Regions from separate parts of the Zea mays genome. Here region 2 is linked to region 1. A link is a contact called in public Hi-C data. All regions are on one chromosome and are shown on one strand. Each heading gives the region's core, a stretch centred on a gene start, on an enhancer-like site or on the middle of the called end of the contact. The rest is flanking DNA. Distances are from core to core; before and after follow the strand shown. Region 1 holds the start of LOC100502226. Region 2 holds the start of LOC100273880.

Region 1 (5,238 bases), core at 1,339-3,838:
CCTCAAAATAATCAGCATGGACAAGATCTGTCAAGATTTTCTTGAAGCGCAGGCCTAAAGACCCTGTTAAGTACTTTGATGTCTGATATAACGTGGATTGGAGAAAGCATAGAAGAAGATTTTCAATAATGAGACGTGTAAAGGTCGGAATACGCCGAAGGAATGCAGATCTGAATAAATATCCTTGTACTTTTGCCAATCTGTGGCCAACAGCTGTACGCAAGACCTGCAGAAAGATAGAAGGACACATCATCCTACTGCTTTAGAATGATAGGTAGGCAAATATGAATAACAAAGTCCTTGGCTTTACATGTTGCTAGACTGCTACAGAAGCAAATACAAAGTCACATTGTACACATAATGGTAAGAAAAAATGCCCAACATAGTTCCAGAGAAAACAGAAAATACATGTCCAGAAAGACAAGCTCAAAAATGATGCAGAGTTTAAGACTCACTAAGTACAGCAACAAGCAACAAGCAACAAACAAAGTCTTTTTGTCCCAAAAACAAGTTGGGGTAGGCCAGAGCTGAAACCCAACAGAATCCACAAATCAAGGTCCAGGCCAAATAATGGTAACAGAAAAAACATGACAAAACAATGGAAACTTTCAAAACAGCACATAGAATGCATGCATGATTTGATATCCAGAGCATTAATATCAATATGACAAATTAACTCTAACGAGCACAATGATGGAGGCTGTATAACTTACTGCTGTTAGTATCAAGCCAATAAGGTAATTCGTTCCATTCGGGCCAATCTTCTTAAGTAAAATAGCAGCCAAAAAATGCAAGGACTTCAGTCCACTTTTCTTTTTCCTTGTTTTAACCAATTTACCATCAATGCCGTTCTGACTAGTTCTTCCGTTATTACTGCTATGTGAGTTTGCATCACTGCAAGAATTTGCTTCCTGGTGTTTTTTCCATCGACCTGACTGCGCATATGCTAAAGCTCCACCAGCAAGTACTGCACCAGAAACAATTGCAAGTGTTCTCCTGTAAAAAAAAACAGGGAGGGGGGAAGGAAAGACAGGTTAACTGTTAACAGTTACATAAGGGTCAACTCATCGATCTTTTAAAAACAATTACTGCTGGATCAGCTCAACAGCAAACCTTCTTGAAGACAAAAGGTTGCGCCCCCGTTCTGTTAGTTGCAATAACTGAAGCGATGACATTGTTGCTAGATTAGTCCTCTTCAACCAGATATATACAGCTAGCTATAGCAGTTGAGCTGTACAGGCATCTGAATGATCAAGGAGAGACAGACAAAACACCGAAAAACACGATTGTCTACTGCTGCAGTGCAGCACAATGGACAACTAGAATCTGCAAATATGGAAGAGACCACTGTTACAATGGCAATTCAGTATGGAAATAAAATCAGTGGCAGTAATAATAAGTTAACAGAGTAGCAAAGATAAGGGGACAGTAGCAATGAGATGAATCGGTTCCTGCATCAAGAGTGCGAAGGATATGACATGAGTAGCAGAACACTGGAGGATCCAAAAGAGCAAGTCATGAACAGCATCAGGCCCGTAGTTGAGGTCATGATACTTCCGAGAGCTCTTGGTCCGCATAAATCAACGGTACTATGCTACAAGTAATAAGGACTAGCCAACTATAGACCCGGGTCACACTTATAACATTAGCAAAATCAGTCAGCGCAGGAGAAGGAGGAGGTTGGCCTTGCCTCCCACCAACCAACTGCATGGACAGCCAGTCTGACAACGGAACATCCAGCTGCAGCAATAGCACGGAGTTGTAGTACGAAACATGGTAAGGTAGGATCTATGCGGCACCACGGTTTTTCGATTGAATGAAGTGATCCCACTGCAGTAAGCAATACTGCATAAATAGATTCGCAGTGGAGCGCCCACCCAACAACCAGTATGCAGCAGAAGCAGAAGTAAAGGGTTTGTGGGGGGAGCATTAGCTGCGCCCTGCTCCAAGTAGCCCCCACTATTCCAGTAGTAATCAATTGGAGGTGAACAGAAATGATTCGATGGGCACGAGAGTGTCCCTCCCTCTACTTGAGGCGACGCGACGCAGAAATAGTACGAGCTAAAACTTGGGGTCAGCCGTCAGCAATGGCGCCGTAGCAGACCAAGCATGCAGGCAGGACTGAGATAAAAAAAATCCCCGTCCGTTGTCCGTCCCCCCACCCAAAAAAAACAACCAAAGACGCTTTTCGCTACCGGCACGGGCAGGAACTAGTACTAGATACGAAAAGCGAGGGGGCGACCCGCGAAGCGGGCGTGTGCACAGACTCAATCGGAACCAGCGGCACCGGCAGGACGGGAGACGATCGAGTTCGAGCGGCGTATGCGTCCACGCAGCGGAAATCGGTGGGAGTCGAAGAGCGATGGGTACCTGAGTATCGCCGATCGGGGATCGCCGGCGGCCGCCACAGCAGGAGGACGACGAAGAGACGCAGGGAGATAAAAGGAAAAATTGAAAAGGCGGACAAAAAATATATACTACTTCTACTTGAGGTAATAAGATAGAGGGAGAGAGGAGAAGAACAAGGGCGGAGAGAAATAGAGGGAGACTCGGAGACGGCGACGGGGAGGAGGAGAAGGAGACGGAGACGGGGACGGAGAGGGGAAAACGAGCAGCAGATTCCGTGCCCTGTTCCGCGCTGGTACGACATGTGTGTTGCAAGTGCCGTGTGGACACGAACCGCGGATTGGTCAGGTACTCAGGTCCTCCTCCCCACGGTCGGTCTCCCTCTCCAGCTTCTCACCGCCATGTGAAAGCCTTGTGTACATAAAGAGCACTCCATGTGAAATTACCAAGCGCCGCTTTTGTACTCTAGGTCTGATTGTTTGTCCGATTGTCTACTCTCAGTATTGTGGACATGCAAATATCAATTACGACCATCAAATATAATTTAATTATAAAATTAATTATAGAGATAAAGACTAAACGACTAGATAATTTATTAAGTCTAATTAATTTACTCGTCTTACCTTTTAGTTCTAATTAGTTTTATAATTAAACTATTTTTAATACATCAAACATCTGATGTGACACGGTAAAATTTATCTTCCAAACGGGCCATTAGTCAAGATCCCATCTTCATGTTTGGTTGTCTAGTCATTCTCTATAGTCTGGCTCTATAAATACAAAAATTCTCTCTAGACCTATCTTCCAAAAATTCTCTAGAGTCAGTTTATGCTGGTGCAATCATTTAGTATTATCTAATGGTGGATTAACAATGTCTATTAAATAATTTCAATCTATTTAAAATTAGGATTAAGACTTGGTTCATACTAGTCCATTTACTATTTATGTAAGTAGTGTTTTAGTTGTTTATTTTGCTTAGTGATTAGCTAGTCTTCTTCTACGTATCTTTTACTAGCTACTAATTTGATTAAGAGATAACCTAGAGCAAGCTAGAACAAGTAATTTCGTCCACATATTCAAATATATTGGTCCTAGTTGTAATCGTAGGTTTTGTCAAATAATTGTTTATGAGCTATTCACCACCTCTGGCCAACTAAGTCATATCAAGTAGTATCAAATCCAGAAAACCATTGTTTTTAGGCTTAACATCTTACGGTGAAAAAATTACTTTTAGTCATATTGGTACAACTCCTCCTTTTGATGGTACTAATTATTTGAAAAAATGATGTGCTTACATTTAAAAGTTATGAGCAGAAAGATATATGGTGTTGTGGATATTTTTGTAGCGATTGTCATAAAAGATCCAACACATAGTGAAGAGGAGAAATTGCAATTAAATTATCAAGCCCTTAACGTCATATATGAAGCCTTCGATCCCAAAGTCTTTGAATCAATCAAATACTTAGAATTTGTATGTAACTCTAGAAAACTCTTATGAGAACACACCAGCTGTAAAAAAGCCAAATTATACATCTTCAAATACAAACATGCAAGGTTCAAGATCCAAGAAGACGAGAGTGTGCACGAAATGTTTTGTAGACTTAATGTCATTATAGTTGGGATAAAAAACTTAGGACATAAGGTGGACGATGAGGATTTTTTCATTGGTTTGTAAGGGCAGCCGCAATGGTATCAAGTTAGCTCAAAGGAGTCCATGTTAGCATCTATTATACATGTGATAAGGAATTAAATGAAGATATAGAGTGCTGCTATCTATGAACCCGTAGTGAGTCTATACGCAGAAACTGAGATGATACAAAGAGTGTATGTAATTATTAAAAATAGCTATGGATATCTATATAGATACATCATTGTAAAGATTCACTATAGGATGATTTGTATATGACATGAATGTTGATACAGAGAGTATACTATCTACACCATTGTGGCTACGTTAAGGTGCTTACCTCCAAAATTTGACACGTTGGGCAACATCATCGTAAGAGGCGGACTCTAGACAGTAACTAGCCCAAGTACTAGAGGATGTTGTAACACAATATATACTGTCGGAGAGGAAATTCTTCGGCCGGGTGGCGGAACGCACCCGCCCTAGATCCTAAGATGAGGAGGGGCCTAAGCGTTTTGCCTGTTAGATGGAGTCGGGAAGAACACAAGAACACACAAGGGTTTAGAGTGGTTCGGGCCGCCGGAGCGTAATACCCTACTCCACTGTGTGATGTATTGAACTTGAGAGCTTGTATGAACTTGTGAGCCCGAGAGTCTAAGTGAGCTTGAGCCTAAGTTGGGTCTAAGTCGGCCTGCCCTGTAACGCCGTGTGCCCTCCCTTTTATAGCTCAAGGGGGCACGTACAAGGATACTGAGCCCTGACATGTGGGCCCAGGGACAAATGGAAGGAAGCAACTAATGCATGTAACGCCAGGGTGAACTCCGAGCTCCATAATGTCCGTAGCGCATACAATGTTAATATCTCGCGGCTGCCTCCTTGGTAACGCGTGAGCCATGATGAGCATAGTGTATGCCGCAGCACGGGCGTACTGCCTGCCAATGGAATGGATAGGCACGCCACCTGCAGGATGGTTTGGTCGCCGCCCGTCAGCGGAGTGGACAGGGCACATTTAATGCTGAGGCGACACATCGCCTGTCAGTGGAGTGACAGGGCTCATTAAATGCTGATGCGGCACATCACCTGCCAGTTTCACAGGCGGCACGCCTTATCCGCAATAAATACAGAGGACGCGCGGCTCAGAGGCCTTACGTCAGGCTCCGCCGCTGGCTTACGTCATGGGCCGTGGGCCACGTGGAAGCATCGGGTCTCCGCCTGAGCGGGGAGCAGAAGCATACACGGTATGGTCCGGACACGTGTCGGCTCCG
Region 2 (5,238 bases), core at 1,777-4,276, 590 kb after region 1:
TTGCTCCCGATAAAAGACACAAGGAACCATTAATACGCCAATGGCAGACCAACATCTACATGTCTCATCGGAAGAGAACATCTAACTCCCCATAAGAATCTAGAAGATCCAACAAATCCTTACAAATGTTAGGCCCTTGATGTTGTGATCTTGTAGACAATAATCAAGATTTTTCAATATGTAGAGGCACACGTTATGAGGTACCACCAAGTTTCTTTTTTTTTTTTGGGGGGGGGGGGGGGGGATTCTGCCCTGCTCATCACCATATGTGCTACTTTGTGACTGCCAAAGCATTTTCAATCTGTTCGATCATCTGGTCAACAGGTAATGCTCCCTCCTGAATGCCAGGTAGCAAAGGAGACAAAAAACATAAGATATTAGCACAAGTTAAATTATTGATGGAAATTGAAAACATTGTTTTTTCAACACTTACAAAGCGATAACAAGGTTTCCCATCCTTGAATATGATAAAAGTTGGCAATGCTTCAATTCTGTAACGACTTGCAATGCTAGTGTACTTCTCAGTATCAATTTTCACAACTTGAATTTTGTCGCCTAACTTCTCACTCACTTCTTGAAGTATGGGAACCATGTATTGGCATGGACCACACCTAACAAGAAGAACAAAAACAAATGCAAATATATGTTACTGAAGTATGTAGAGGCAATGCTCATGCACAGACTGCTCATAACTAATTTGAATGATGAACTGTCTTCTTAATAAGAATGGTGCAATGGAGCTAACAAACCAATGATGCACCTGTCAGCTATGAGTTGGGACAATGTTTGTCGTTTGATGAGTACAATGTGAAACAACATTTCTGGATATGATAGAACTCAGATGGAAACAATGCACATCATCATGAACAGAACATGACCCAATTAATCATATAGTGTCGTTTTTTCTGTTAGATATCAGTAGTAATGTATGTCATCATGAACAGTGCCATAACAAATGACTGTAGAAAGCAGAGGCTTTAAAATCAGTAAGGTGCATTTGAGGTATTGCAAATATCAATTGTGAAGGAAATACAATTGAACAGGTTAGTCCACATGGTGAACACTGAACACTAAAGACAAAAGTGGAAAAACAGACCAAACTTCTAGAGGTCTTCCCCACTCGAGCAAAAAGAGTGCAAAAACTATTCAACTTTCACCAAAGTTCGGTATCTTTTCTAAAAAGTAAAAGGGTAGGAGGTGGTGGATATTAAAAAAAAACTCGGACGGGAAGGGAAAGACAGTCTTCCCGGTATTATATTAAAAAGAGACTGAAACATGGTCCAAGACGAAAAAATCCCCAAACCCTGGCCCCCCTTCACTAGCGGGCCGTCACCCCCCACTCTGCAACGGCCCAGACGAAGGGTGGACGTAACCCGGGATGGCGGGACACAGCGAGGGGATTTTTTTAACCAAGCCCGAAATTCGCCCACAAGGGGATCGAACCCGGGACCTGGAGGTCTTACTCGGAAGGCTTAACCATTACGCTAGAGGCCTTTTCGTAGTGGTGGATATTATGCATGCATTTACACAGATGATGAACATAATGCCAGTCAAAGTGCAATTTTCACCTCCCAAATGTTTGGTAGCACATTGGCATAATGGAAAGAACATGAAACACACCAAAGACCTAAAAACACAACAATAATGGAGAGAACTTATATCTAGTAGAGAGTACTGAACTAGCTCAGCATGACACCTGTCATCGCCACTTTCATTACTTCCAGTAAGTAACTTACCAAGTTGCATAGAAGTCAACTAACAATGGCTTCTCAGACTTCTCCAGCAACTCATCAAATGAAGAAAAAGTTTGCTTCTTAGCTTCCACCTATCCATCCAAAAATTAAATACAGATAAAATGTCGAAAAAATAGTAGAAATCCACAAGTTTTTAAAGTGTAAGGACGATATATACAGCCCTAATGGAAAAGGATACATGTAAGAAAACAGTTATAGGACTATAAGCGCACACAAAAAAGCTGTGTATAGTAACAGTTGTCACTTGCTCACTTCTAGAGCTACTCAATGGATGAAAAACAAAACTACATTTTCAGAAAACTGGAAAGTAACATGATAAGTATTAAAATGAAAACATCTTCAAAGCTATTACATGCCATAATTTTTTTCACCTACATAAGGTTGACAACCTAAAAAGATAAGGGGCCATTTTTCAAAAAAGTTGGATGCATCCAAGATACACCAAGTTCATACTAGTTTATTGTCTTTGAGCCCAGATGTCCTGGACTAGGAACAGAAATTTTGATACAGCAGCAGAACTAAAATTGGATGGCTCATAGTAGCTGCAAACTCCGGCAAGTGCAACGACGAGTACAGGACATAGTTCAAGCATCTGGACAGCAGCCAGTGGACCTAAATTGTCAATATCTGCCATTAATTCGGAGATGAGTTCCTATGACACATTCTACTGTAGTTTATAAAGAAACAATTCCACGATATTCTCACATACTCCATTCTAATTTCAATTAGCTGCCACTTGAAAGGCAACGCGAATCAGAGAGTACAGGTCAGCAAGGATTCACCCGTAGCGTGGCGCTCCGCCGAGAACGCGCTCCTCCCCTGAGGCCCAGGGCCGGCGGCGAGCAGCGCAGCGGCATCCATCGGGCCGGCGCCCGGCGCGCGGCCGGCTGGCACGAAGTCGGCGATGCCAGCGTCGCGCGCGCTGTGGTGCTGCCCGTAGCGAAGGCCGCCATGGGGTGATAGGAGTCGTCGAGGCGCTCGCCCTAGGTTTCTCGACGCCGGAGTGGCTCCCCTTGCCGGCTGGCTTCCTTATCTGCTTCGCCTCTCGCTCCCCTTTTCCCGATGCAGCGGAGAAAGAAGGGTGGAGAGAGCGACGACTTAAAGTCACTGCGTGATGGGCCCGACGCGCCACGTGGGCCGAGGATGCTCTGTGCACCGAGTCCACGAGCGCGGCCGCGGAAAGCAGGTGGGACCCTGGTGGCAGTGTCACCGAGACGAAACAAGGAAGGAACCAGTGGAAGTGGGATCTGGATCTCTCCTCTCTCGTCTGCACCGCGAGTCCGCGACTCCGCACCAAGCAAATCCCCTGCCCCCAAAATATTGCTAGGGATTCGAGGGGAGGAAAATCCAGGCGCCCAGGCCTGGCAATCCGTTCGTCGGAGAGGCCATGAGCTCGGCGCAGGATCCGTTCTACATCGTCCGGGAGGAGATCCAGGAGTCGGTAATGCGTACTTCCCTCTCGCTCTCTTTATTACTCTCTTATTCGTGTTGTGATTGCCAACCTTTCCTACCATCATCGAGCCGTCGTTCTGCACCGGTAGAGATTGGAAACTCGAGCGTTGTTGTCTAATCTCACCGTGTTCGCAAATTGTACCAAACTAGTAAATTGCGCGCGTCCTGCGCGTAGAAATCATTTAGATTTAGCAATAAAAAAGCTATCGAAATAAGCCTGGTTGTGAAGCAAAAGAAACTTAGAACTCTATAGGCCGAACTGTAAGGTTAAAATAAAAGTTATGTTCAGTGAAACATTCAAAAGTCTTGTGTAGTTGGGATTTGGTCTCCAAATCAGTTTTTCCATATTCAACTGGGCCATCAAAAAATAGTACTGACAACTGCTTTAACCCCAGTTAAGCCCTTCTATTGCCTCAAGATACCGCACCCAAATTTAATTGTGCAGAGACATACGCTTCTAAATTAGAAGGTCCTAATGAAAATGGACCGAATGAAAATGGAAAGAGAACCCTGTTAATATATTATCTAGGTCTATGCGATAAGCACTCTGTTTCAAAAAAAGATCCTAGGTGGTGCCTAGACAATAGGCAAGCAGCACTGTCTTTCCCACCACATAGCCGTTTTTTCAAGAGCATAACTTTATTAACAGATGTAGAGATTGCACTGTGATTCCCATTATCGACATGATTAGTAGAATTCTTATTTCCACATCCATTACTAACAGCTTCAGAATCAACAGAAGGGCAAACCACTAAAGCAAAAGGCTTTGGTTTCAGCCCATTCTTTTTTATGTAATAGAGCTGCTAGCAAGATTAGGGACTCCAGAATTTGAGAGCGTCGGAAATGAATCAGCATGACCTTCATACCCAGTGTCATCTGCACTGCTGCTTGCGATCAAATGCAGCCCACCCAGAGTTTGGCATCTTCTGTCTATGCATTTTGACAGCCATTAGAGTGTGTGGGTTATCATATTTTTGTTGTTTTAACCTGTGTGCTGTTTAAGCAGAGGCTGGAAGACGTTTCAAGGGCTTATATCACCTCGATGTAATGTACTTGGAACTATGAATAAAATCTTCATTTATTAAAAAAATGCATTTTGACAACTGGGCCACCTTCTTGATCAGTCTAGTTTTAGCGTAAACTGAAAAAACAATGTCAATTATGTGATTGCTGTCCCAAAGATGCTTGGGCTCTTCGCTCTATTTCCCACCACCAGGCACCAGTTGAGAAATCCACTGTTTTCCTATAACATGAGGGCAAAAAGATTAGATCAATTCACCCAATACATTCTGAAAATGACTAATTACTGACACTGTTTGTTTTCAGAAGCATGATCCACTTCTTCTATCCAATATATCTAAATCCAACATTATTCTGAATATTGGTGACAAAGAACGCTGCAAATTGGTAAAAGAAGGATATGGCTCACAGGGGGAGCGGGGAGGGGAATGTGAGGGGGAATAGCAGCAACGCGCGGTCGAGGTCGCTGCTCTGCGCGCCAGGGATACTGCCGCCATCGCTGTGGTCTGTCGCGGCCGGCAACAACTCCTTCGGGTCGCTGAGCAGTGCGACACAGAGCCACCTGAATCCTGCATAGTTTCGAGACCCTGCATAGTCGCCCGGCACCCCGCGGCTTGAATCCTCCATATCATGCATAGCTTGACCACCTCAATCCTGCATAGCCACGCAATGCTCTGCAGCTTCTGCCCCGGCCAGTAGCCGCCCAGCACGGAGCGCTCCCACCGGTAGACGCCCAGCTGCTCGTGTCCCAGCTGGCTAGGCAGCCATCCGGCACGGCGCAGTTGCGCACATCCAAGCCCCTATCATCGAGCGTGGAGGCCCCTGTCGTATCGTGCCTAGGCCCCAGCCAGCAGCCACCCACGCTTCACCCGTCACATCGCCGCTATCTTGCCCACACAGCCGGGCGCTCGCGTTGCTCTATCACTTGGTGAATCGAAATGGCGCCTTTTTCATTGCGGTGCAGAGGATATGCCGCCCTGTTCTAGAATAATCAAGTAAGCGATAATATCAA

Evidence for each region. Hi-C and Micro-C count contacts between places; a contact is called where the count stands out from the background.
Region 2: a Hi-C map of ear shows a contact between it and region 1, with 2.2 times the contacts expected there. The contact joins the promoter of LOC100273880 here to the promoter of LOC100502226 in region 1. A contact is called at or near these places in 3 of 25 Hi-C or Micro-C datasets (ear, leaf mesophyll and tassel).

The regions. Positions count from the first base shown.
Region 1 is chr3:147,720,876-147,726,113 of Zm-B73-REFERENCE-NAM-5.0, forward strand. It overlaps LOC100502226, which reads right to left and starts at 2,589. Exons shown (of 26, transcript NM_001348470.1): 1 at 2,371-2,589; 2 at 1,114-1,326; 3 at 714-996; 4 at 2-226. The coding sequence starts at 1,175.
Region 2 is chr3:148,313,122-148,318,359 of Zm-B73-REFERENCE-NAM-5.0, forward strand. LOC100273880 reads left to right here and starts at 3,027. Exons shown (of 7, transcript NM_001148274.1): 1 at 3,027-3,195. The coding sequence starts at 3,142. LOC100382686 (putative thioredoxin superfamily protein) reads right to left here and starts at 2,771. Exons shown (of 4, transcript NM_001175410.1): 1 at 2,537-2,771; 2 at 1,737-1,825; 3 at 434-611; 4 at 64-337. The coding sequence starts at 2,707. The coding sequence ends at 272.